Linked DNA regions of Triticum aestivum: region 1 is linked to region 2. A link is a contact called in public Hi-C data. All regions are on one chromosome and are shown on one strand. Each heading gives the region's core, a stretch centred on a gene start, on an enhancer-like site or on the middle of the called end of the contact. The rest is flanking DNA. Distances are from core to core; before and after follow the strand shown. Region 1 holds the start of LOC123145580 (F-box protein FBW2). Region 2 holds the start of LOC123145578.

Region 1 (2,700 bases), core at 191-2,690, 560 kb before region 2:
TTTGCAGGCCAGCATCACGCTCCAGCCACTGTTTCTCGCAGATTCACCTAGGTAAAAACGAACACACATCTACCCTACCCTACCCTACCCCCATCAGAAGGCTGAGGCTCAAGCGTTCTTCCTTTCCCACACGTACCCAGACTTTCTCCTTGCCCCTGATGCGCCATGGTAGGTCACACGGACGACGGGCAGCACCAACTGTCAAGCGTACACACCGGCCCCGACGACCCTTTTCCGCCCCTGCAAGAGGCCCTCTTTTCAGATCCGTGCCGTGCCGTGCCGTTCCTGGTACTCCCTGATTGGACTCCCTACTTGCTACTCTAGCCATTAGAGCATCTCCAACAGGCACGGCAAAACGCGCGCCCGCGCGGTAAAGTTTGGTTTTAGCGCGCGCCGGCTGGTTCCGCGCGCTCCAGCGGTGAAGGAAACTTACCGCGCGCGGGAAGCGTTTGCGCGCGCGCGGGAGAAAGCGGCACGCGGCGCGGTAGATTTGGCGCGCCGCTTCGCGCGCGCCTATAAAATCCCGCGCTCGCCACGCGCACAGAACATAGCCACGCGTCCTCCCCTCGCAACCTCGCGCCACCACCGCGCCACCATGCCGCCGCGCCGCCGGGGTTCTTCGGGCTACCGCGGCGTCCGCGAGCGCCCCAACGGCTGGTACTCCGCCGAGATCCGGTCCGGCGACGTCCGGCTCGGCCTCGGGTCGTTCCGGAGCGCGCACGAGGCGGCCCGCGCGTACGACGCGGCGGCGTGGCGCTTGGAGAGGCCCCGGTCGCAGATGAACTTCCGAGACGTCTTCACGCGCGAGCAGGCGCAGCGCGTCGCCCCTCCGCCGCGTCTCATCACCGACATGGACTGTGCCGACCACGCTCAGCGGCAGCGCCGCCTCCTCATCGCCGAGGAGGACGAGCGAGCCATGGCGGAGTGGCGCCGTCGCCACCCGGAGGACGTCGCCGACGAGCGTGCCTACTGGGCGGAGAGGACGGCAAGGCGCCGCGCGGAGCGGGTGGACCGGCGTCGGCGGAAGGCATTGGCGAATGCGCAGTCCGATATCGTTGCAGCAGGTGGGAGGTCGATCTTCACGTCAGACGATGAACGTTGGGACGACATGTGGCTCGATACCTCGGACAACACCGAGGAGGAGGATGATGATGATGATGGTAGCGACTTGGAGTAGTTTCTATCTATGTATGCCGTAGTAGTTTCTATCTAGTTGCACCGTAGTTCTATCTATCTAGTTGCACCGTAGTTCTATCTATCTATGCTTTCGAACTATCTATCTAGTTGCACCGATGTAAAATGTAAAATACCTTTGTATCGTTTTTTATCTATGCAAATTTTATAAAAAAAATGTTATAGAATGAGCGCACTGTATTTTTGCGCACTGCTGGAGCTGCGCGTGCTGTTTTTAGCGCGGCTGGAGCCAGCGATGGGCGCGCCGCGTGTTCGGCGCCTGTTGTTGGAGATGCTCTTAGTACTACCACTAGTAATTAGCAGCGCCTAATCAAGCTTGCAACCTCTGTGGTGGCGCTTCTTATATCTTGCTCCTCGCTCGCTTCTCGGACAGGTTTCCTCATTTGGGTTTCGCTCACCGTGGCCCTCTGCTCTGCTCCGACTCCGAGGAGAGTCTGCCGCTCCCAGCTGCTCCCCTGACCCTCGAGTGATTTCTAAGGTAGGTAGGCGGCCAACCTCAGTCAGAGGAGTGGAAATGGCCGGAGGCTTCTGGTTCTTGGCTGGCTGGAGCGGGGAATTGCGTTGATTTTGCACCTCTTTGGCTGCAGGGGAGACGAGGAGGGAGGGAGAGAGGAGGAGCAATGGGGGAGAGCGAGTACCGGTGCTGGGAGGAGCTGCTGCCGGACGCGCTGGGGCTCGTCTTCCGCAACCTGCCGCTGCAGGAGGTGCTGACGGTGGTGCCGCGGGTGTGCAAGTCCTGGGGGCGCGTCGTGGCCGGGCCCTACTGCTGGCAGGAGATCGACATCGAGGAGTGGAGCCAGCAGCGGCACAGCCGCCCGGACCACCTCATCCGCATGCTCGACCTGCTCCTCCGCCGCAGCTCCGGCGCCTGCCGCCGCATCAGCGTCTCCGGCCTCCCCTGCGACCCGCTCTTCTCCTTCATCGGCGACCAGTAAGCATCTCACTCACTCACCATCGCCGTCGGCTGCGTGTTAAGATCATTCATTCGAAATGGCGCGCCTGAATTTCTCTGTCTTCTTCAAGCGCGCGCGCTCTGAGGACGCTGGAGATCCCGCGGAGCGAGATCAGCGACGCCGTGGTGGAGGCGGTGGCGCCGGGGCTGCCCAACCTCACGTTCCTGGACATCAGCAGCTGCACCAAGATCGGGGCGCGCGCGCTGGAGGCGTTCGGCCGCCACTGCCGGTCCCTGGCGGCGCTCCGGCGCGTGATGCACCCGATCGACGTGGCCGGGCGCAACGCGTGCGGGCAGCACGACGAGGCCCGCGCCATCGCGCGCACCATGCCGGCGCTCCGCCACCTGGAGGTCGGCTACATGCTGGTCACCACGGAGGCCATCCTGGAGGTGCTCTCCCGGTGCCGGGGCCTGGAGTTCGTCGACCTGCGCGGCTGCTGGGCCGTCGACGAGGCGCTGCTGCGGGCGCGCCACCCGCGGCTCAGCGTCCTCGGCCCGGGCGTCGACGACTGCTTCGAGAACAGCTACTGGGAGGAGTGCTCCGACGACGACTC
Region 2 (2,768 bases), core at 224-2,723:
TTGCTTCAGCAGAAAGAAGTTCATTCCAATGGCGTTCAACTAGTTCTTCAAAAATGTGTAGGAAGATAATTCGCATGGCAGCATCGATCAGTGCTACTTCCCTCATGCATAGAGGGGAATATGTATCATAGTCAACTGGGCCCACGTACATGACTACACCAGCAATATCTACAATTAACAGATTATAAAATATGAAAGAAGAAATCAGTTAGTGTGCTTTTGATAATTAATTATATTATATTCTAACATATAAGGTTCCGGGACGACCCGCCCTCCCGAGCGATCCACCGATTTCACATTGTCATGGCCGTTTGATCTCGCTTGGTCGGGTCAACGCGCCTTGTTGGCCGCACGTTTTTTACTTTCTATTTTGACCCAGTGATCGAGCGTGGGCTATGATGACTGGTGGGCTCGCCCAGTTCTTCCATTGGCTGGGTTAGAAATTCTCGGGTAGACCGCCCCTGGCGCGTCGCATGGGTCGTTGCGCGCTGACTGTGGCGTGCGTCGTGCGAGGACTGCGCAACGCTGCTGAAGGGTTGGCGGACGCACATGCACCTGGTTTTCACGCCCACGCTTGTGTCGTACTCCCTTCGGTCATTTTTACTCTGCATATTAGCTTTATCTGAAGTCAAACTCTTCAAAGTTTGACCAAATTTATTAAAAAAATATTAACATTCTAATAACAACCAACACCAATATCAATAGATCCATCTTCGAATATATTTTCATAAGGTATTATATATGTTAATAGTTTCTATTATAAATTTGGTCAAAGTTAGCAAAGTTTAACTTCAGACAAATCTAATACGTGGAGTAAAAAGGACCGGAGGGAGTACCTATGACGGGTGGGCCGGTGTTCCCCTGGTCCCGCTCGTCGGCTGCGCTCATGTCCCCGCAGTGTGGGTTAGAGTTTGGCGAGTCACACGCGCCGGTGCGCCCGCCGAAATTTGGGCCGGTCGCACCAGCAGCGTCCGATCAAACATCGGGTAGCCACACGATTCTCTCTCCTTTCTCTGTCAATGTATTTTTTTCTTTGGAAAAAACAAGCTTCCATCAGGTAGCCATGGACTAGCGACGCACCCGGCCTTGAAGCACTGCCTGGCACATCTCGCTAGTCGCTGCCCTCGCCGCCGGTCGTCCTCGTCCCTGCAGGTCGCCATCGTAGCCACCTCTTGCGTTTCTCGCTACATGCATGCAGCAGCGTGCGCCCGTGGCTGCAGCTCCCTGTGGCGACGACCGCAGCTCCGGTGGCGCCGGTCGCCGGTCGCAGCATGCTGACAATGAGCTAGCAAAAAGGAAGTACTCATCCTCATTGCTGGTCGTACAAAAACCGCTCGCCGGATGTAACTTTTGTAGTTGCCGGTTGTAGATGTAACTTTTGTAGTTGCCGGTTGTAGCAAAAACACCACCCATCCCCACCAAATGAAGAAGTCGATGTAGCAAGTTTCAGCAAAAAGAAAAGCTGGTTCCAGCCAAAAAGCACGTCGGCAGTGCGAGGAGTGTCCGGTTCCAGCAAAAATAACAGGAAGCAAAATCCAAAAGGAAAGTAGATGTAGCAAAAGAAGTAGCAAGTTCCAGCAAAAAACCGTTCGCGGTGGGAAGGCGCGTCCGGTTCCAGCACCGGTGGATGCCGGTTCCAGCAATTTTTGTGGCTGGTTGTAGCACCGCTGATGCCTGGTTCCACCAAAAACTTCACCACACCAAAAATCGCCGCCTCGTCGCAGCATCGGGCTCAGCCGGTTCCAGCATCCTCCGCCACGGTTCCATCGTTTTGCCACCGTGGTTTGCAGCACCCGTCAGCGTGGTCACCGTGCCCGTGGTGGGCAACGCCATGCTCGGCTGGTTGCAGCATCGCTGGACGCCGTCTCCAGCACCAATGGACGCCCCCGTCTCCAGCACCCGCTCCGCCACGCCGCCCCAAGGCCGCCGCCATGCAGTGGTTAGCAGCGCCGCCCCCCGTCAAAGCCATGAGCATGGAGAAGGTGCAGGCCATGTCCTCCCCCTGCCTTGCGCGATGACGGGTGAGAACTGATTTGAGATCCATGGGGAAAAGAAGAGGGGGTGAAAAATGAATGGACAGGAAGGCTCGCGAGAGGATAAGGAAAGGAGAAACAGCGGTGCGTGAGCCTATTTTGGCGCGTGGGAGGACGTGCTGCGTCACGTGGAGATGGAGACCGGCCGAGTGTTGCGCCGGCATTTCCCTTAGAGTTTTTCGTGTCAACTGCTTTTGGCGGGTCGTTCCCCATGCGCTGCGCGCGTCGTGCGTTGTGGGGACAGCTGCCGAGGGGCCTCGATGGCTCGTCCAATCCCCTCTCGTCCCGACTCCCGAGGCTCGCGTCAGCCGCCTCGTCTCCATCCCCGCTCAATCCCCGCAGCTGCTGGATCCAGAAAGAAAATCCCCCAGCCGCCACACCCTTTCTTCTCCATGGCTCGGCTCCCCTCCCGCGTGCGTCCCTGCGGCGCCTGTGTATGGATGAGGAGGTCGAGGGCACGAGCAAGGATCATGCCGAACAGGGGCGCAATGGGGTGGCCGGGGAGCGCGCGGTGTCTGGAGAGACAAAGATGCTCCTAAGCAGAGGACGGCGCAGCGCTGGCTTCTCCTCTCCCCCCGCTGCCTGCACACCTCGCCGATGTCTGCTCGTCATCCGGTGAGCCCTCCTCCTCTCTTCCCCCCTTTCCCAGCCCTCTTCTCCTCCTCACTGCTGCTCCTCCCCTGAGGTGTGCGCAAAGCACACGACCCATGAAGTTGGCCTCGTTGTTGGTTTCTC

Evidence for each region. A called contact is a pair of places that touch in the nucleus more often than the background predicts.
Region 1: a Hi-C map of leaf shows a contact between it and region 2, with 5 times the contacts expected there. The contact joins the promoter of LOC123145580 here to the promoter of LOC123145578 in region 2. A contact is called at or near these places in 1 of 5 Hi-C or Micro-C datasets (leaf) and 1 of 1 datasets of contacts at active chromatin or transcription factors (leaf).

Annotation. Positions count from the first base shown.
Region 1 is chr6D:428,515,234-428,517,933 of IWGSC CS RefSeq v2.1, reverse strand. It overlaps LOC123145580 (F-box protein FBW2), which reads left to right and starts at 1,440. Exons shown (of 3, transcript XM_044565039.1): 1 at 1,440-1,672; 2 at 1,782-2,125; 3 at 2,218-2,700. The coding sequence starts at 1,815.
Region 2 is chr6D:427,959,870-427,962,637 of IWGSC CS RefSeq v2.1, reverse strand. LOC123145578 reads right to left here and starts at 1,473. Exons shown (of 3, transcript XR_006472329.1): 1 at 837-1,473; 2 at 1-605. It overlaps LOC123145579, which reads left to right and starts at 1,628. Exons shown (of 1, transcript XM_044565038.1): 1 at 1,628-2,015. The coding sequence starts at 1,628. The coding sequence ends at 2,015.